2 separate regions of the Macaca mulatta genome follow, and region 1 is linked to region 2. Evidence: chromatin contacts called from public Hi-C data. All regions are on one chromosome and are shown on one strand. The core of a region is the stretch at or near the end of the contact, and the rest is flanking DNA. Distances in the headings are between cores, read along the strand shown.

Evidence for each region. A called contact is a pair of places that touch in the nucleus more often than the background predicts.
Region 1: a contact with region 2 is called in a Hi-C map of cortical neurons, with 4 times the contacts expected there. The contact joins the promoter of VCF1 here to the promoter of SLC39A11 in region 2. A contact is called at or near these places in 4 of 14 Hi-C or Micro-C datasets (CD4 T cells, blood, cortical neurons and 1 more).

Annotation. Positions count from the first base shown.
Region 1 is chr16:82,883,715-82,891,198 of T2T-MMU8v2.0, forward strand. VCF1 (VCP nuclear cofactor family member 1) reads right to left here and starts at 4,838. Exons shown (of 4, transcript NM_001193796.3): 1 at 4,536-4,838. The coding sequence starts at 4,756. COG1 (component of oligomeric golgi complex 1) reads left to right here. Exons shown (of 16, transcript NM_001266362.1): 16 at 4,535-4,673. MTNAP1 (mitochondrial nucleoid associated protein 1) reads left to right here and starts at 4,816. Exons shown (of 5, transcript XM_002800584.4): 1 at 4,816-4,939; 2 at 5,654-5,759.
Region 2 is chr16:82,846,065-82,852,544 of T2T-MMU8v2.0, forward strand. It overlaps SLC39A11 (solute carrier family 39 member 11), which reads right to left and starts at 4,956. Exons shown (of 10, transcript XM_077972623.1): 1 at 4,787-4,956. COG1 (component of oligomeric golgi complex 1) reads left to right here and starts at 4,345. Exons shown (of 16, transcript NM_001266362.1): 1 at 4,345-4,675. The coding sequence starts at 4,361. It also overlaps the pseudogene LOC697782.

The DNA of each region.
Region 1 (7,484 bases), core at 3,588-6,087, 38 kb after region 2:
TAAAGAAAAATCACACATCTTTCTTAGGCAAGTGTTCTCAGATGTGCAAGAAAGACCAAATTTGTATGTACTCTATTTAAGAATTATGTGCTGTCAAAACGATTTCTGAACCCGTTAGAAAACAGAAATAAATTAAAGGAGGTAAAATTTTAAGTCAAATTGCCCGGAACTGTACTGTCCAATATGGTAGCCACCAGCCACATACGGTTATTTACATTTAAATTAACTAAAATTAACCATCCAGTTTCTAGGTCACAGCAGCCCTGTTTCTAGTGCTCAGTGGCCACATGTAGCTAGTGGCTACTGCACTGACCAGCACAGATAAAGGACATTCCCGTCACTGCAGAACGTTCTCCCAGCAGCACAGGCTAGAGGTCTGTATGTACATGGCAGCAGCACCTATTAAAAAACCCTTAAAGTTTCAGCTTTCTATAGATGAGAGACAAAAGGCTGGTGTGGACACACAGCTTTTGGAAAGCAGGTACAATTGGAGGATATAGTGTCTTCTATATAATTATACACTTTCTATAAGAGTAGCGTGGCTTACAGTGGCAGGCCTTTAATCCTACAGGTTTTGAGTTGAGGTCTCAATACTGGAGAAAATAAATGATCACCCTGAGCTCAATTCTCCGTACTCTGCAACATTCTGAATAGGTCTAACTTTAATAATGAGTATGGATCCTAGTTTAAGTTTGGAATAATAAAGAGTGTGTGGTTCTGATAAAGCTTCAACCATCCTGCACTGGGCTATGTAATTTACCTCATTCTAAGACATCATTTCTGCTCCCTACCTTTCTCTTAGGAGATCAGATCTTAGCTGCACATTACTCTGAAGTAGATGGAGGTTAAAAAAAAAAAGATGAATACCAGGTTTTAATAATCACTAAACAGATGTGCTTTTATCATAAATTTGAATCAAGAAACTGCTAATTTCATCCTAATATGATCAGAGAATTTGCGTGGGAGTGTTCTGCAGAGGCAAAGCAACGTCCGCTGGGAGGCCAGTTGACACCCAAAGAGAAACTCATCGAATAAGTAGCAGCTGCTGGTCCTCACACACTCATTTTATCAGCGTGCCAACAGCTGATTGGGCTTTGGGCTGCTGAGTCACTCTAACCAAACTTATGAGCCTGATCAAAATTTGCTATCTCCTCATTTATAATGGGGGATAGATCTTTCCAGGGACAAGACTATGAAGGTCAAGGAGGTTGCATGGCAGAGGAAGTGTAAGAACAAAAAAAAGATGAGACTGTTTTGTGGATTTCAACTAATCTCCGGGACAGTCACATGAAATATCCCTGCCTCATAAATCACTTGATCTCGCAAAGTACCAGAATAATCTCTTTGGCCTGTTGGTGGCCTTCTCCTTTGGATGGTACCAGATTAAGAAAGAGTTCTACCTGTTCTTTATTTGCCTTTTTCTAGGCTCTTAGCAGATCTCATCCTTGAAACATTCTGCTTTCGATAATGATGTTAACAACTGGCAAGATTACAGCTTCATGCTCATCCCTATCGGTTCAATCAATCAGATTACAGTTTTTGGCATTAATGCCACAGACCAGGTTATAATTTTAGCAGGTACCCCTATAACTGATTATATTCTCCCCTAACCATCTAGGTGCAGATTACCAGTTAGCATCTGCTACTTCTAACGATGGCTGATTCCATCACATTGCATCATTTCATTTCTCTCCAACCTTCCTGTCATCTCCTAGAGACTGGGCATAGAAATAATCTTAAGAGTATGAGCTGGGGCCGGGCGCGGTGGCTCACGCCTGTAATCCCAGCACTTTGGGAGGCCGAGGCGGGCGGATCACAAGGTCAGGAGATTGAGACCACGGTGAAACCCCGTCTCTACTAAAAATTACAAAAAATTAGCCGGGCGCGGTTGTGGGCGCCTGTAGTCCCAGCTACTCGGGAGGCTGAGGCAGGAGAATGGCGTGAACTTGGGAGGCGGAGCTTGCAGTGAGCCGAGATCGCGCCACTGCACTCCAGCCTGGGCTGGGCGACAGAGCGAGACTCCGTCTCAAAAAAAAAAAAAAAAAGAGTATGAGCTGGGCACAGTGACCGACACCTGTAATCCCAGCACTTTGGGAGGCCGAGGCAGGCAGATCACTTGAGGTCAGGAGTTCGAAACCAGCCTGGCCCACATGGTGAAACCCGTCTCTACTAAAAATACAAAACAGCAGGGCGTGGTGGCTCGTGCCTGTAATCCCAGCTACTTGGGAGGCTGAGGCAGGAGAACTGCTTCAACCCAGGAGGTGGAGGTTGCAGTGAGCCGAGGTTGCACCACTGCACTCCAGCCTCGCCAACACAGCAAGACTCCGTCTCAAAACAAACAAACAAAAACAGTATGGAAACTAGTGGTTTTCAAACTTTATTTTTAAAAGTGACAGAACTCTTTCTTTCTTACTGTAGAAAAATACTCTCTATATAAGAGATAAAGGATTTGTTGAAGCAGGGACTCCCAGTCTGGTGAGGTGGCTCACATTTGTAATCCCAGCACTTTGGGAGGCCAAGATGGGTGGATTCCTTGAGCCCAGGAGTTCAAGACCAGCCTGGGCAGTATGGTGAAACCCCATCTCTACCAAAAATACAAAGGTTAGCTGGGTGTGATAGCTCACATCTGTGGTCCAGTTACTCAGGAGGCTGACATGGGAGCATTACCTGAGCCTGGGAGGTTGAGGCTGCAGTGAGGCATGACGGGGCCACTGCACTCCAGCCTGGTCGACAGAGTGAGACTCTGTCAATCAATCAATCAGTCAATCAATCAACCAATCAATCAATAAGCAGGGACTCCCTCACCACACACCCACCTCTCTGCGGCTATCCAATCTATTGTGTGACAGCCTGAAAAACCATCTTTTTTTTTTTTTTTTTGAGATGAAGTTTCGCTTTTGTTGCCCAGGTTGGAGTGCAATGATCTCGGCTCACCGCAACCTCCGCCTTCCGGGTTCAAGCGATTCCGCCTTAGCCTCCCAAGTAACTGGGATTAAGGCGCCCGCTAACAGGCCCGACTAATTTTTTTGAATTTTTAGTAGAGACGGAGTTTCACCATGTTGGCCAGGGTGATCTCGAACTCCTGACCTCAGGTGATCCACCGGCCTCGGCCTCCCAAAGTGCTGGGATCACAGGCCTGAGCCACCGCGCCCAGCCGAAAAACCACCATCTTAGACCGTCCTAGAGCTGGCAGAGCTGGCCCATCATACTCCATTAAACACTGGCAAGAAAAGCCTGTCCAAATCAAATAACTTATTTAAAACATGTTGAGATTATTTGTGTACTTGATAAAAGGAATCTACTACCAGTATAAATGCATTCAGATTAGTTGTGTACAGTCGAATTTTTATTTGTAGGAAATATTTCGATTTTTCTTCAGATATGTGAGACACCCCAAGAGAATATCGTAAGTATAAACTGGGTTTGGGGAAGAATAACATGGCAGTCGGGTCAGTATCTAAAGCTATATCTAAAGCTCTTGTTCCTAATTCCGATAGCATGTCTGTAATTGGGCCCCCAATTTCAAATTTAGTCCACTCTTCTTTTCTATACAACGAGAGGCTTTATGCTCCACTTGCTACATGACCCAAATCAATAATCCCATGCAGCAGCTTGGGGAACCCGAGGTTTCCACCATGGGACCAAATAAACTCAGGATACTTCTGAGAACTTCAATCCCGTGAAATAACTATTTCAGAGAAGGATCCTTGTGGAAAGACCGGAACATGAAGAGCATTCTGAGGTAACCCTTCCCAACTTTCTCCTCCACACATTCTTGCAGAGGAAATTAAGAGGGAGAAAAAAATTAAGAAATCCCAACTTAGTCGGGACTCTAGGAGTACATGTCAAGCATAGAACTCCTAATTTAAGGGCCAGGCTCCCTTGGGAAGGTAGCGAGTGCATCGCGACAAAATCCTACCTCCCGCCTTCGGAATCAAACGGCCCCGCATCCAAACAGTTTAGAATCCAGCTTGTTCTTAATGCTACAGTCAAGAGAGGATCCATAACCCGCCTTGGTCATCTGCCCTTCTGTGTTCACAACCGTTCATAGCACAAGTTCTTCGGTCTAACCTAATCTTTCCCTGCTGCGGGGTTAAGCCCAACCTTTCTTTCTGACCTTGGGGAGCCGGCAGCTCCCCGCCCGGTGCCCTCACAAAAGCCTGAGGGGGCCCCCTCTCCAAGATGAGACGTTTCTCCCATCCCCCCACCCTCCTAAATTTAGGACAGGGAAGCTTTAGGGCCACTGTCTCTCTTCCGGGACCGATCACACTTCGTTCCAAATAGGAAACGATAGGGGAGTAAAAAGATGGAGGGGCGGGAGACCTGGACCCCGGAGAGTCACCTTCCAGCTACCCACAGGAACCAAGCATCCGATCACTCGCGCATCCCTCTCCCCTACTCCCCCGGCCCTCAGTGGACCCCACAGGGAGCCCCGCCGGGTCCACACTTGCTCCGACCCCCATTTCGCGCGCCCCCTCGGCTCCATCTCCCAAATCCTCAGGCGACGAGTGGAAAGGGGGTCCCTTCCCTCTCACCTGGGACGGAGGCGCTCGCTCATGGCAGCTGGCGGAGGGAAGCTACGCTGCGCCGCTCCGCGAGAAGAGGGAACAGAGGGGGTTGTGTTTCGGCGGCCGCCACGCCCACCCCCTCGGGCCTTAGCTCTCGCAGCCGCTCGGGTGGACGCAGCCGGTGGCGAGTACCCCTCAGTCGGACCCGTACCACCGCTACTTCCGGCGTCTGCTCCGCGCCCCCCCATGTCGCTGCCGCCGTGGTACCGCCCTCTCGCGGCTGCGCAGTGGCACGATCCCAACCGCGCCGACCGGTAACCCCGCCCACGGGAAGAGGCGGGCTCGGAGGGGGAGGAGCGACTAGGAGCTTCTGGGAGAAAGGACCTCCCCTGGGGTGGCGGAAGCACTCGCCTGTTCACAGCCAACGGAGGGTACGGTATGAAAGTCAAGCCAGGTTTCAAATAAACTCAATTATGTCATAATAATATCATACAAGTATTTGAGTTGAATCCGTGTGAGGTAACATTTTTAAAAATAGGCGGACCTATCCGGCAGTGGTGCAGACAGCCTGACGCGGTTTCCTGGCCGGGGGTTGGGCAGGCGCTTGGGGGGCTTCCCTGGGGGGGCTTCCCGCCGAGGCCGCCTGGGCTTTCGGGTCTTCCGAGGTGAGGACGGTCCTGTGAGGTGAGCTTCCAAGGGCGGGGTTGTGTTCCGCGACCCACGTTCTAGGTCTGGGGAAGACTGTCCTGAGCGGAGAGGGGAGGGAATCGGGTGCCGGCGGAGGGTCTTCCTGGAACCGCAGGAGGAACCCCTCGGTGGGGCTGCGGGAACGCCGGTGCCTGACCCAGAATCTGCCAGGCCGACCCCATCCACTTCGCTGGCAGAATCAGAACAGCTTTCAGGGAAAGGAAGGGTGCGGGGAGGTGGGCAGGCTGGTAACGCGGCCGGAGGAGGGAAAGGTGGCTGAGGAGCGCCGGAGGTGAGGGCGAGGATTAGTGGAACTGTTGAGGTCCTCCTTGAGCCCAGAGGCTTGGGAGGTCTTAACTCTCTGCTTTCCGGAACCTGTTTGTTTTTGATTCAGTACCGTGCCGCATTTACTCACTGCGCGTGCTGCCAAGTCACCTGTCTCATCGTGTCTTACACAGGCTGACATTCACGTTTCATTCTGCCACACTCGGGAACGGTGATCGGGGAAGAATGGGGATCCGGGAGAAGCACCCGCAAAACTAGCATCCTCCTAGAGGAGCTCGAGTAAGTAAACAGCCACATATAGACGTTACCCTGGGAATGTACCGAGATGTTTCAAGTAGGATTGAGTGTGAGGTGGAGTGGAGGCAGAAACGTCTAGCAGGTGTCATGCCCTTTCTAACGTTATTAGCCGAAGGTCCATGGACTGGCTTCATTTGTGTGTATTTTTGTAAATAAACAGTCTGTGGCTTTCATCCTGTTAGTGTGTACCTCCAAACAAAGAAAGACTGATGGCTCACGCCTGTAATCCCAGCAAGCCGGGCGCGGTGGCTCACGCCTGTAATCCCAGCACTTTGGGAGACCGAGGCGGGTAGATCACCTGAGGTCAGGAGTTCGAGACCAGCCTGGCCAACATGGTGAAACCCCGTCTCTACTAAAAATACTAAAATTAGCTGGGCGTGGTGGCCCAGGCCCGTAATCCCAGTAATCCTAGCCACTGGGGAGGCTGAGGTTGCAGTGAGCCGAGATCGTGCCACTGCACTCCAGCTTGAGTGACAGAGCGAGACTCCATCTCAAAAAAAAAAGACCGAACAACAACAAAGTAAGAATGATTACTGTAATCTGTTGGCAGAAAACAGTTTTGTTTTGAATGACTTCGTACAGGATAAGGTGAGTTGGTTGCTTTAATGAATGGGTTGGTCAAAATTGTGTCTGTTTTGTGAATGGTTTCAGTCACCTTTTTTAATCTCGTTGGTGGTCAGAGATATTACCAGTTGTAGTACTGAATAATATTTAATCATTTATATCTAAAGAATTAGTGAGCAAATATTGTATGCCAGGCTCAGTGCTAGCTGTGTGCAGGATAGATAGGTTTCTTGCCCTCTGGAACTTTATAGAAAGAACAAGAGATGTAGAAAGGAAATAACTTTCAACTAAACATTGGAATTAAACATTTTCTTTTCTGGACTCTAAAGAGTAACAGGTACAAATATACATGGTATAAATGTTTTTTAAAATTTTTTACATGGTATATATTTAACAAAGATGTCAAACTAATTTGCCAGTAATCTGTTGTACTAGAAACTATTAGTAGGCCAGGCGTGGTGGCTCACACCTGTAATCCCAGTACTTTGGGAAGCCAGGGCGGGCGGATCACAAAGTCAGGACATCAAGACCATCCTGGCCAACATGGTGAAACCCCGTCTCTACTAAAAATACAAAAATTAGCTGGGCGTAGTGGCGTGTGCCTATAGTCCCAGCTACTCGGGAGGCTGAGGCAGGACAATCACTTGAACCCGGGAAATGGAGGTTTCAGTGAGCCAAGACTGCACTCCAGCTTGGTGACAGAGTGAGACTCCATCTCAAATATAGGTGAAAAATAGGACTGTGTTCTTACCATGTATATATTTGTACATTATACATACATTTTGTGTATATCCGTGTGTGTGTATATATATGCATATTACTAACTAAATGTTAGTAGAGCTTCATTTCTCATTCTTAGATTGTGGGAATTCTAATATTTTCTAATATTTTCTTCTTGCACCCTAATGGATATTCCATATATCACTTTGGAAACCTGTGCTGTAATCAGTAACCTTTGGCCGGGTGCAGGCGTGGTAGCTCACGCGTGTAATCCCAGCACTTTAGGAGGCCGAGGCGGGTGGATTGCCAGAGCTCAGGAGTTCAAGACCAGTCTGGGCAACACGGACACAGTGAAACCCCGTCTTTACTAAAATACAAAAAATTAGCCAGGCGTGGTAGCATGCCCCTGTAGTCCCAACTACT
Region 2 (6,480 bases), core at 3,706-6,205:
TGTAGCAGTGCATTCCTATGGTCCTAGCTACTCCAGAGGCTGAGGTGGGAGGACCGCTTGGGCCTAGGAGGTCAAGGCTGCAGTGAGCTGTGATCATGCTACCGTACTCGTCTTAAATAAATAAATAGCAGGAGAAATCTGACTGCTCAATGTTCTGAATGAGATAAGAGTGTACCAATGGGGACTGGGCGCTGCGGCTCACGCCTGTAATACCAACACTTTGGGAGGCTGAGGCAGGCAGATCACCTGAGGTCAGGAGTTTGAGACCAGCCTGGCCAAAATGGTAAAACCCTGTCACTACTAAAAATACAAAAAAATTAGCCAGATGTGGTAGTGCACGCCAGTAGTCCCAGATACTCGGGAGGATGAGGCACAAGAATCGCTTGAGCTCGGGATGAGAAGGCTGCAGTGAGCTGAGGTCATGCCAATGTTCTCCAGCCTGGGTGACAGAGTGAGACTCCGTCTCAAAAAGAAAAAAAAAAAAAAAAAAAGTGTGCCGATGGGTCTACAGAAACGAAAATGTCAGAATATATCCGCTGTGTTGAAAGACAGCCCTCCACCATGTAGATGCTTGGCTACCAGGCATGGCCACCCCATGTGTCATCTGCCCCTGAATCACTGGATAGCCACTCCAGCTTGGGTGCCCAAACCGACTGCAGAGACCCACCCATAGGCAGAGATCAGGAAGCAGTATGGGTACCAACCGAATGGTGCCCAGAAGTGTTTGAGCCGTCTGTCTCTTCATATTCTGAAATTTTCTCTGAAGCCAATAATGTGACAATGTAGAAAGATCAAGGACTTCCAGAGCCAGGGGATCTGAAGACAGGCACCTGTGTGATCTCGGGCAGGTTGCTTGACCCTAAAGGTCATCACACAACACACGTGTACTCATCCCTAAACCAGAACTAAACTACAGCAATAAGGCGAAAAGGCGCCTCTTTCACTCAGGCACCTCTTCATACCCTGAGAAAAAAGGCTCTAGGTTCTCATCTCTGTCTTGCTGTCCCCAGCACAGTGCCTCGTCTGGCTGTGGAAGCTGAGTTCTTTGCCCCCGATCCGTGGTTTGGATGGTCCCAGTGGACATGCGGAAGCCAGAGGAAGGGGGTGGTGCTGTCCCAGGAGGCACAGGACAAGGAAAGGAGCCATGGAGAGGAAAAAGGTAAAGACACATTTCCTCCACGAGCAGGAGCTTTTCCAGTGACCAGGCAGTCAGGTGACAGCTTCTGGCAGTGCTCAGTTCTACAGGCAGAGGAACAACAGCGGCATCTTCAGGCCAGTCAGATGAACTTGGCCAGGGAAATACAGAGGAAAGGCAGGGAACACCCTGATTTCAAAACACACACTGGACTGGGTGCGGTAGCTCACACCTGTAACATCAGGGCTTTGGGAGGCTGAGGTGGGAGGATCCCTTGAGCCCAGGAATTCGAGACCAGCCTGGGCAACACAGTAAGGCCCTGTCTTTACACAAAAATTAAAAAATTAGCCGGTCATGGTGATGTACACCTGTAATCCCAGCTACTAGGGAGGCAGAGGTGGGAGGATCGCTTGAGCCCAAGAGGTGGAAGCTTCAGTAAGCCGTGACTGCACCTGCACCTGCACTCCAGCCTGGGCAACAGTGAGACCCTGTCTCAAAACACACACACACACACTGCAGAGCTGAAAGCTGGCCAGTATGTCTTTTCTCTACCTGAGCCTACAGGTATTGTGCACAAGCACAAGAGCCATCCCATACAAAGCCCCGGGCCCCCACACTATCCCTGATATGTTGACATTTCTCCCCTTGCTGTAGGAAAAGCTTCAACCGAACTCCTATGGAGCTGGAACCTCAGTGCAGTGTATATCAGTTAGGGCTAGGGCAAACCAGGGAAACCGATTTTACCTTTCAAAGAAACAAAATTGATCAGTAAAACATTGGACAGCTCATAGAATCTCTGGGAAAGATGGGGAGGCAGGCTCAGGGGACAGGCAGGCAGGCAGGAAGGGAAACAGAACATTTAGAACTCAGCCGAGCACACTACAGGGTGATTCTGCCAAGGACATCATTGTGGGTGCCCACGGCTGCCCCAGCACCACCACCAACATTAGCAGCTGGGAGTTGCACCTGGGTTCACTGCCCTTGCTGTCCTTAGGGAGTGGATGTTGCTGGTGATACCTGTGCCACCACCAAAATGCAATCGCCCCTATCGCCTGCGATTTTCTGTGTGTGTGTGTGTGAGACAGGGTCTCCTTCTGTTGCCTAGGCTGGAATGCATGGCCCAATCATGGCTCACTGCTGCAGACCTCCACAGGCTCAAGTGATCCTCTTGCCAAGTGGCTGGGACTACAGGCCTACAGGCCCACACCACTACACCCTGCTAATTTTTTCTTTTTTTTGAGACAGAGTCTCCCTCTGTCGCTCAGGCTAGAGTGCAGTAGCTTGATCTAGGCTCACTGCAACCTCTGTCTCCCAAATTCAAGTGATTCTCCTGCCTCAGTCTCTCATCTGCTGCCTCAGCCTCCCGAGTAGCTGGGATTACAGCTGTGTGCCACCACGCCCGGCTAATTTTTGTATTTTTAGTAGAGACAGAGTTTCACCATATTGGCCAGGCTGGTGTCGAACTCCTGATTTAAAGTGATCCGCCTGCCTTGGCCTCCCAAAGTGCTGGGATTACAGGCATGAGCCACCTGGTGCGCGGCCCTTTTTTTTTTTTTTTGTATTTTTTTGAAAAGACGGGGTTTGGCCATGTTGCCCAGGCTGGTCTTGAACTCCTGGGCTCAAGGGATCCACAGGCCTTGGGCTCCCAAAGTGCTGGGATTACAGGCGTGAGCCGCCGCACCCAGCGGTCACCTGCTTAACATCACTAACTCTTCGCCCAAGTCCTAGGCACTTGTGCCTGATGTGCCAGTTCCAGGCCGCAGGCTTGCACCGTAGCTATAAAGAGTCCCAGAAAAAAGATCTTGCTAGACAGCGATGAATTCCCCAAACACAGAAAGGAGATACTGCGGATGCTCATCAGCCGAATACCAGTGAGTGTCCCTTGCAGAATGGGATTAGAGACTGCAAACTGCAGGCCCGCCAACAGAGGGTGCTCTGTGGGAAATTACGTGAAAATGTAGAAAAGAGCGCGAGCCAGGAATTTAAAAATCGAGGTCCAAATACTGACTGGGTCACCTATTAGCTACGTAATTTGGGCAGGCAAACAAGCTTTTCTGTTTTTCTTTTCCTTCATAAATAGACTAGGAATATGATTCCTACCTACCTGGCATGGCGGATGTGCCCAGAAAATAAGATAATCTCGTGGACAGGCTTTGAAAACTGCACTTTTACTGAGTAAAACCCTTTGCCTCTCCGGGCCCCCGTTTCCCCATCTGCAAAGTGAGAATGATACTCCCTATGCTGCAAGGCTCTTGCGGGGTAAACTCGAATATTATAAACGCACCATTTATTTGCAGATTGAAACTCTGTGCGTCCGGAGGTGGCGGGTGGGAGAGGGAACGAGCAGGGATGCACGCGAGGCCCGGAGTTGCTGGGGCCTCAGCCTGGCCGCTGCGCACATTTCATCGTTTTGTCGACACTGGTGTAGGTGAAATCTTCCAAAATAAATAAATAAATAAATAAATAAGAAGGGTCTGGGACTTAGCAGAAACAAGCCACAATCTCCAGATTCTACTATTCCTGGGCCACGTGAGGAGCGCCCACCCGTCGGGCGCTGCGTTCCCCAGGGAGTCCCGGCCTTTCGCGCCCGGCCCGCCGTCCTCCTCCGTGGCCACCAAGGTCAGGCTCTCGCAGGGAAAACGTCTTCAGGGGCTAAACGTCGATTTTAAACGAAATGGAAAACCCCCAACACGAATCAACAGCAGAGGAAAAGCAGACGCCAAACAAGGGCTCAGAACCCCTTCAGGGGCGGCGAGATAGCGCTTCCCCCGGAACAGCGAGGGGCGCGGATGTCCCTCTTCCTAAAACTGCACGCGGAGTACGATCCGAGACCGAGCGGCTGCGAGCGCGCCCGAGTCTGCTCGCGGGCGCCAGGCGCGTGAAGAGCAGCGGCTGCGGCTGCGCCAATGCCGTCAGTCCGCGGGGCCGGATCCCGACCCTTAACTCCACAGAGGAGCTCTGCTCCTAAGGGAAACGAAAGACCTCAGGCCCAGGAAAGCAGCCAAGCTGGCGACCTCACCTCTCTGGCGACCTCACCTCCCCTCCAGCTTCCTTTAAGAAAACCCCGCGCAGGCCCGGCCCCACCCCTCGTCTGCCCCGCCCCGCCCCCTCGGGAAGCAAACATGGCCCCCGGCGGGGCGGAAGCGCTTCCGCCCCCAACCAAGATGGCGGCGGGGGCGGGACTAAAAAGGAGTAAGTGGCTCGCCGGGGGCTGACGAGTGCACCATGGCGGCCGCTGCCACCTCACCCGCGCTGAAGCGGCTGGATCTGCGCGACCCTGCGGCTCTTTTCGAGACGCATGGAGCGGAGGAGATCCGCGGGCTGGAGCGTCAGGTTCGGGCCGAGATCGAGCACAAGAAGGAGGAGCTGCGGCAGATGGTGGGCGAACGGTACCGCGACCTGATCGAGGCGGCCGACACCATCGGCCAGATGCGCCGCTGCGCCGTGGGGCTGGTGGACGCCGTGAAAGCCACGGACCAGTACTGCGCCCGCCTCCGCCAGGCCGGCTCGGCCGCACCCCGGCCACCGCGGGCCCCGCAGGTCAGTCCCCGTGTCCCCACCCTGCGGCCCCGCAGGCGGGTCCCGGAGCCCCTGGCCTTGCAGGTCAACCCCGCCCCCCGCCGGTCAGTTCCAGACCCCGCGAGTCCTCACCTTCCTTAGCCAGGAGGAGCTTACCCGCCCCTCACCCTTTAGGCCCCCGTCAGGGGACAATGCCAACCTTCCTTGCACAGATGCGGCTGCTGATCCGTTCTGGAAATGCCATTCAACAGTTTCTTCAGGCGCTTTCCCCCGATTCCGGGCCTTGATTCCCACGCCTCACTGGGCTCCTTTCAATTTCAGCGGAAAACGCCAGGGGTCTCTGTCTTGACGGTTCAGCTCTCCCCTATATAACATGTCCTAACATTGTTTTTCTCAGATTTCTCCCCTGTGTTGACACCTGCCTTCCAAGTCATTTCTTCCTCTTCCCAACCTTCCACTTATCCCCCCACAAAAGTAACTTCCACAGTCCCAAATAGCTCTTCCACCCTTTGGGAGTTGTTGAGGGTAGTACCAACCGTCAAGCCCTTACCTTTACGTATGTATGTGACTGGGTCTCCCAAAGTGCTGGGATTACAGTTACGAGCCACCACACCCGGCCCTTACCTTTTAATAGCTGAACATTTTCATTTTAAGAATTAAGGCTTTTTTCATTCAGGTAATCCTTATCCCGTGTTCTTACCCGCAAACGCTATTGATCAGATACGATGAGGAAGGATGGGAGGTAAACAAACACCTCCTCATATTGGAACTGCCGCTTGCATTCCTGAAGACTATTTATTTATTTATTTATTTATTTATTTTTGAGACAGTCTCTCTCTGTCGCCCAGGCTGGAGTGCAGTGGTGCGATCTCAGCTCACTGCAACCTCTGCTTTCTGGGTTCAAGCGACTCTCCTGCCTCAGCCACCAGCGTAGCTGGGATTACAGGCACCTGCCACCACGCCTGACTAATTGTTGTATTTTCAGTAGAGACGGGGTTTCACTGTGTTGGCCAGGCTGGTCTCCAACACCTGACCTCATATGATCCACCTGCCTCGGCCTCCCACAGTGCTGGGATTACAGGCGCGAGAGCCACCGCACCCGGCCCCTTAAAGAATATAGACCTAGCAATGAACGAAGTGAAAGGGCATGGAAGGTGAAAAAGGTAAACGGGGAAGTTGTTTTTAACAACCTGGGAGAACTTACTGGGACATAGAAGAAGAAATTGAAAAGTACAGTCCCAAAATAATTGTGTGTATTTACCCTAGGAGTTCTGAAGGAAGTCAGTTTAGACTTGGGTCATTCTTAGTAAGGAGGGACCTTAAGGGCATGATGAGATTTGGAATTTAGGTTTCTTAGTCCATTTGTGCTGCTATAACAAAATACCTGAGATTGGGCAATTTATAATACAAGTATATTTTTTGCAGTTCTGGGTCTAAGATCAAGGCACTGGCCTTTGATGTCTGGTGAGGGCCTTCTTGCTGCATCCTCATGTGGGGGAAGGTAGAAGAGCCTAAAAGTTGCCTCCAGCCCTTTTATGAGGCACTAATCCATTTGCTGTGGTTTGGATTTGTGTCCCGCCCACATCTCATGTTGAATTATAATCCCCAGTGTTGGAGGTGGGGCCTGGTAGGAGGTGGTTGGATCATGGGGAGGGATTTCCCTCTTTGGTCCTGTCTCATGATAGAGTTCTCATGAGATCTAGTTGCTTGACAGTGTATGGCACATCCTCCCACCTTCTTCCTGCTCGGGCCACATAAGACGTGCCTGCTTTCCCTTCTGCCATGATCATAAGTTTCCTTAGGCCTCCCTAGCCGTGCTTCCTGTA